2 separate regions of the Zea mays genome follow, and region 2 is linked to region 1. A link is a contact called in public Hi-C data. All regions are on one chromosome and are shown on one strand. The core of a region is the stretch at or near the end of the contact, and the rest is flanking DNA. Distances in the headings are between cores, read along the strand shown.

Region 1 (2,678 bases), core at 63-2,562:
GAGTTCTTCTAGGTGTTCGAGCCCACCAATCGCGTCGGGAATCACCTGCGAATTCAAGCAAGGAACATCACTGTTGAAGGCGCCAAACAGGGAATTCGCCCGTGAACTGAACTGCCACAGCGCCACATGTGTAGTTTAATTTAGATCCGTTTGAACGCGAAAATTTAACCGAAATTGTACAGACCTTTTCATGTGAATCGGTTTAAGAATTTCATAAAACCACTTTAATTCCACAGAAAACCACTTTAATTTCAAAGCACTTTGTGCAATGTGCAAGGGAGAATGAACTTCGATATGATCACTACAAAATACTGCCATTCGACCAATCCCAACAACTCATTCAGAAAATTCGTGGACGTCACAATGCATGATGTAGGGAGACGGCGCGAATGCTTAGGTACGAGTCCCTAACCTTGAGCTGGTTGCGGGAGACGTCGAGCGCGAGGAGGCCGCGGATCCGGCCAATGGGCTCCGGCAGTAGGCGCATCTGCCGATCGGCGAGGTTCACCCGCTCCACCACCTTCCCTTCCCCCGCGTCCTTGAGCACCCGCACCACCTCCTCGTCCACCGCCCCGGAACCCTCTTCCCCTTTGCCATCACCGCCGCCCACCTTCTTGATGTCCCTCCCGTGCATCGCCATCTGGTACACGTGCTCCAGCTTCCCCTCCGCGTCGCGCAGCAGGGCGCCGTACGCCTCGTGGTCCTCCTCCAGCCGCACCACCTCCCGGCACTTGGCCAGCTTCTCCTCGTCGAGATCCTTCGTCTTCACGTCCGCGTTGGCGTCTGCCTTCTTCCCAGCATCGGCCAAGCGGAGAAGTTCGCGGGAGGCGTCGACTTGCTCGTGGTCGGGCCGGGGCCCCAGGAGGCGGATCGCGTCGCGCGCCGAGGAGACGTCGGCGACGGCGCGGGTCATGGCAGACAGCACGGACGGGTGGCGCAGGCCTGGCATGCGCCCCACCAAGTCGATCTCCGCGGCACCCGACGGCGTGCGCGGGGACGGCTGCTCGAGGTCCCGCTCGCGCGGGGACCTCGGCGTCCTCACCGCGGGCAGCGAGGGGAGGCGGGAGAGCACGTAGGCAAGGATCGGGTGTGACTGCGGCGTCGGATCCATGGCGGCGGCTGCGACGACGACGACGCGATCGTTCTCGTTCGCTCCCGTTGGCGGGATCGGTGGCTCGCGAACGGAACGGATCGGAGGAGACGAGAGGACGAGCGAGTCGTAGGATTTCTGGATTTGGGATCCGGACCGGAAAACCGGGAAATTTTATTCGAGAGCTTGAGTGAACGGCCGCGCGTTCCGGGGTCCGGTCCGGACGCGAGAATTGGCAGCTACGATGGGCCGTAAGAAGGGCTTCTGCCAGCGGCACACAGAGACGAAAGCCCATTTCAGCCAGTAAGAAGGATGGCATAATAACAGGCAGCCAAAATTGAGAGTGACAAAATAGCAAATTTCTCGGCTTCCGCCACACCCGCTCCAGGTCCCCTCCCCCAAACTGAAACGAAGTTGCGGCGGTCGCGACTGAGTGCAGAGATGCTGCAGTTCCCGGCGCTGATGCGGCAGTGGCCATCGCCGGCGCTGATCCCGGCGTCCACGCTGCTCCCCGTGCCGGCCACCTCCCAGGAGGACGAGCTTCTCCTCTCCATGGCCGAGTCCGACCTCGAGGATAAGGTGCAGTGGTTCTCTCTATTCCCTTGCCCCTTCTCCAACGCTCCCGATGCCGACGGGGTGACTGACTGACGCTTCCTTTGTTTCTCCCTTTGCTTGCCTCTCAGCTGAACGAGATCCGGAAGACCAACAGCCACCTGGTTATCATCGGGAAGCCCACGGGCGACACCAAGGAGGAGTACGACGCTGAGGTGGAGGACGACGATGCAGACAACGTCGAGGAGTCTGACGGCGACGACTTCGACCAGGAGACCGGTTGACCCAGGTGGCTCCCCCGTGCTTCGTCGGCGTCCTTGAGCGTCGTCATCCCCGCTGTCCAGTCTGTATTTCGCAATCCCTGAGTTGCTCCTTCTATCTAGATACGCTGTTACCCTATTTTGCTGCTGTCTGTTCTCAGGATCTGAGCATGTCCTTGTCGTGTGGACCTTGTGTATGAAACAAGTACATGATTAATCGGTCCAATTTAAATGCTATATTAGTTTCCTCTATTTGTGCCAGATACTGCTACTTCTTACCATTTTGTTGTTTGTGTCATGACCAACAAATCCTTGTCAAGATTCTTACACTGTTCTATTTCTTTTGTGGTCGAATCTTCTTATATGAAAATTTTGAAGCACTGCTTTACAGAAAAGAGACATCAAGGAGCGAATTAAATTGAGCTATTAGTAATGTCGACTTGCCGTAGTAACACTCAAGTACTGTAATTGTCAGGTGTCATTAACCTAGACATTCACATCGAGGATTCCTTTAAAAAAACAAAGTGTTCTATATGAGTGTCCTCTTAGCAGTTGAACTATAAAGTGTTTGTTGTCAGTGTGTTGCTGGAATGTGCTTATTAATTTTCATTGATTGCCTGTTGATTTTCTATACTTGACACCCAAAAAAGCTTATTTACTTTTCAGTTCTCTAATTTAATAAGACCAGTTTGTCTACTGTGTTATTAGGTATGCGTATTTTGAAGCTATGAATATCGAATACATTGTGTCTCATTTTCCTCATTCTCCTTTTACTG
Region 2 (2,678 bases), core at 52-2,551, 75 kb before region 1:
ATCGAACATCGAGTCTTCTGCCACTGAAAAAATTCATGAAGCAATGAGTGAGTACAAATGTACTCCGCAAATCGACTTTTACCCTTAAGGTGAGAGACCTATATAATTCACATGCACTTTAGTGGGAGTTGGTGCTCAAATCCCTCCTTTGTTTAATTTTGGAAAAAGTGGCTTAAACCCTGAAGTATCACTAGAAAAGAGTACCTTTTTATGAAACACCACTGGGCACCTCACCCCCGTGGTACATAAACTCCTTTAATTGGGATGACACATACACGCACTCCCTTTTTTGAATGAACACCTAAATATTCTATTTGTGGTAACCATACCATACTCATCCATTCTAATGGACACAGACTATTTGAATAGATTTTTGACTTTTTGCAGTGGTGTGCACTTTACCTACTAGTTCAATTTCTACAATCCCACCATCGTGCGATCTGAGTACCGAAATTCTATCCTCCCCTATACGGCTTTACCTTGGCGGTAATATCGAGAGGAACAAGTCCACCATCTTTCCCAAACCAAGACGCTAATGTTCCCCTTCCTTTTCCTCCTAGTGCTCCCCAGTCGTCAATAACCCTCGGATTCGGCCCATGTAGACTCAAACTGAGCAGTTGTCCATACAACCTCGAGTGGTTGTACTTTTGAGAGTTTAGGCAAGAAATAAATGATAAACTGGTCCTTAAGCGAGATGGGACAGTCCACCACGCTCATGCCTAATCCGGCTAAGCTAACTTCTCTTTGAGCCCTCCCACGACCAGGGAGTCCCGACCATCCAGCTCATGGTGGTGATGGTGTTAATCAAACACTTTACTCTGATTTTCACAAAAAATTTCCCTTTTTTAGAAAATACCACTTCCTCTCTACTTCTTGTCGAAGAAGAATAATGAATAACTAATGCAGGGCTAGCAACTCTCTACTCACTTAATGCAAGGATACCTCCATTTTCCCCAGCATAGGATGGAACGTAAAAGGCTGGGACATTTATGCATCAATGGCAAAGCGGACTTGACTTCTTCAAGAGCTAGGGTTTTTAGAACATCAGTCTCGACTTCGTCTAAAAACATAAACAGTGAGAACAATACATCAACCATTTTCATAGATGAAGGGCATAATATAATTGTAATATTATATATATATATATATGTTTGAATTAAATCGAACTTTTCCTCCTTTTTTGAAAAAAGGTTGAGAACGAAAAGGAAAATAAATAATCAAGGGATATGGGCTGGTCGGTGGCCATTTGGCCTAGCTGGGTCGGCCACTCGGGGTGCCACGGCCCACTTGGCCCACGTAGAAGGGAGACAGGTGGAAATGACGCTGGGTAGAGCCCACATGGCACTATGGCAGCGGTGGCAGAGGAAACGGCGCGAGAGGCGCCGGGTGACAGTCGATCTGACCAGACCGGGCCGTCGCGGTGGCGTGGCTCACCGGCGGTTCTTCGCCAGCAATTCGGTTTCCTAGACACAGGGAGCGGGGAATCAAGAGGACACTCTAGCAAAGCGAGTATCGGTCCCCAGGGAAGACAAAGAGGGAAGACAGTGACGTCTTGTGGCTTCGAGGAGGCGAGTGTGGAGGTGGAGAGGAGGGTGGGAGATGCTCCAGGGAGCTAGGGCGAGGGAGCTCTAGGTGAGTCTCTTAAATAGGTTGGCGTTAGTGAAACGATGGTGGAGCCCGGGACCCGACGAGGGGGCGGCTCTCTGTGGTGGAGTGGGAGGAGCAAGGGTGTAGTGATCGGGGCATTGGGTTCCAGTCCTTAGTGGGGGACGGTGCGGTGGCTGGGGCACAAAGATGGGATGTCTCAAGGTGCTGGGGAGAGCTCAGAGCTCCATGCGCACACGAGTGCTGACTGCTGAGGACGGAGGGAGAAGAAGCTTCTGACGCCCTAGCTGGCAGCAGCAAGGAGGGGGAGAAGAGGAGTGCTGATTTGCGGGCCCGGCTGGTCAAGCAGAGTGCTTCTTCCCTTTTTTTTGTTTTTTTAACAGGAAGTAAGAAAATATATATATATATAATATATATATAGATAGAGGAGGTAATGGAAGCCATTAGTACGGGAAGCCCCACTCACGTATACCCACGCGCGTCCGATCGTGTGCTGGTTCTGGCTCAGGCTCACGTATACCCACGCGCGTCCGATCGTGTGCTGGTTCTGGCTCAGGCGGATTGTAGTGTAAAACGTGATCTAAAATAACGTAAATGAGTACGAAATTTAGCGTAAATTGTATATCTGTTTCGTAACAGCAAATGCATCCCCAAATTACGGCGTAAAAATCGTGTGCGTCCGATCGTGCGCGGGTTCTAGCTCGAATAGATTTTAGCGTAAAACGTGAGCTAAAACAATGTAAATGGGTACACAATTTAGCGTAAATCGTATATCTATTTCGTAACAGCAAATGAGGCCCGAATTACAGCGTGAAAATGGCGTGCGACCGATTGAGCGCGGGTTCTGGCTCGAATAGATTTCAGCATAAAACGTGAACTGAAACATTGTAAATTAGTACAACTTTTACCGTAAATCGTATATTTGTTTCGTAATGGCGAATGGAGCCCAAATTTACGGCGCAAAAATCGCGCGCCACCGGTCGTGCGCGGGTTCTAGCTCGGACAGATTTAAGTGTAAATCATGAACCAAAACAACGTAAATGAGTACGAATTTTAGCGTAAATCGTCCATCT

What was found. A called contact is a pair of places that touch in the nucleus more often than the background predicts.
Region 2: a contact with region 1 is called in a Hi-C map of ear, with 5 times the contacts expected there. The contact joins the enhancer-like site here to the promoter of LOC103627372 in region 1. A contact is called at or near these places in 13 of 25 Hi-C or Micro-C datasets (bundle sheath, ear, endosperm and 3 more) and 2 of 3 datasets of contacts at active chromatin or transcription factors (leaf and seedling).

Annotation. Positions count from the first base shown.
Region 1 is chr5:183,589,153-183,591,830 of Zm-B73-REFERENCE-NAM-5.0, reverse strand. LOC103627372 (plant intracellular Ras-group-related LRR protein 2) reads right to left here and starts at 1,312. Exons shown (of 3, transcript XM_008647663.3): 1 at 413-1,312; 2 at 1-45. The coding sequence starts at 1,111. LOC100276844 reads left to right here and starts at 1,439. Exons shown (of 2, transcript NM_001150551.1): 1 at 1,439-1,669; 2 at 1,774-2,163. The coding sequence starts at 1,532. The coding sequence ends at 1,926.
Region 2 is chr5:183,664,009-183,666,686 of Zm-B73-REFERENCE-NAM-5.0, reverse strand. No RefSeq gene overlaps it. Among protein-coding and RNA genes, the nearest start is that of LOC103627373, 4.2 kb to the right of the region's middle. Within about 2 kb of position 1,301, at least 17 of the 20 cell types and tissues checked have an H3K27ac peak or open chromatin away from gene starts, as enhancers often do. A contact at or near this core is called in bundle sheath, ear, leaf and 3 more, where this site is marked.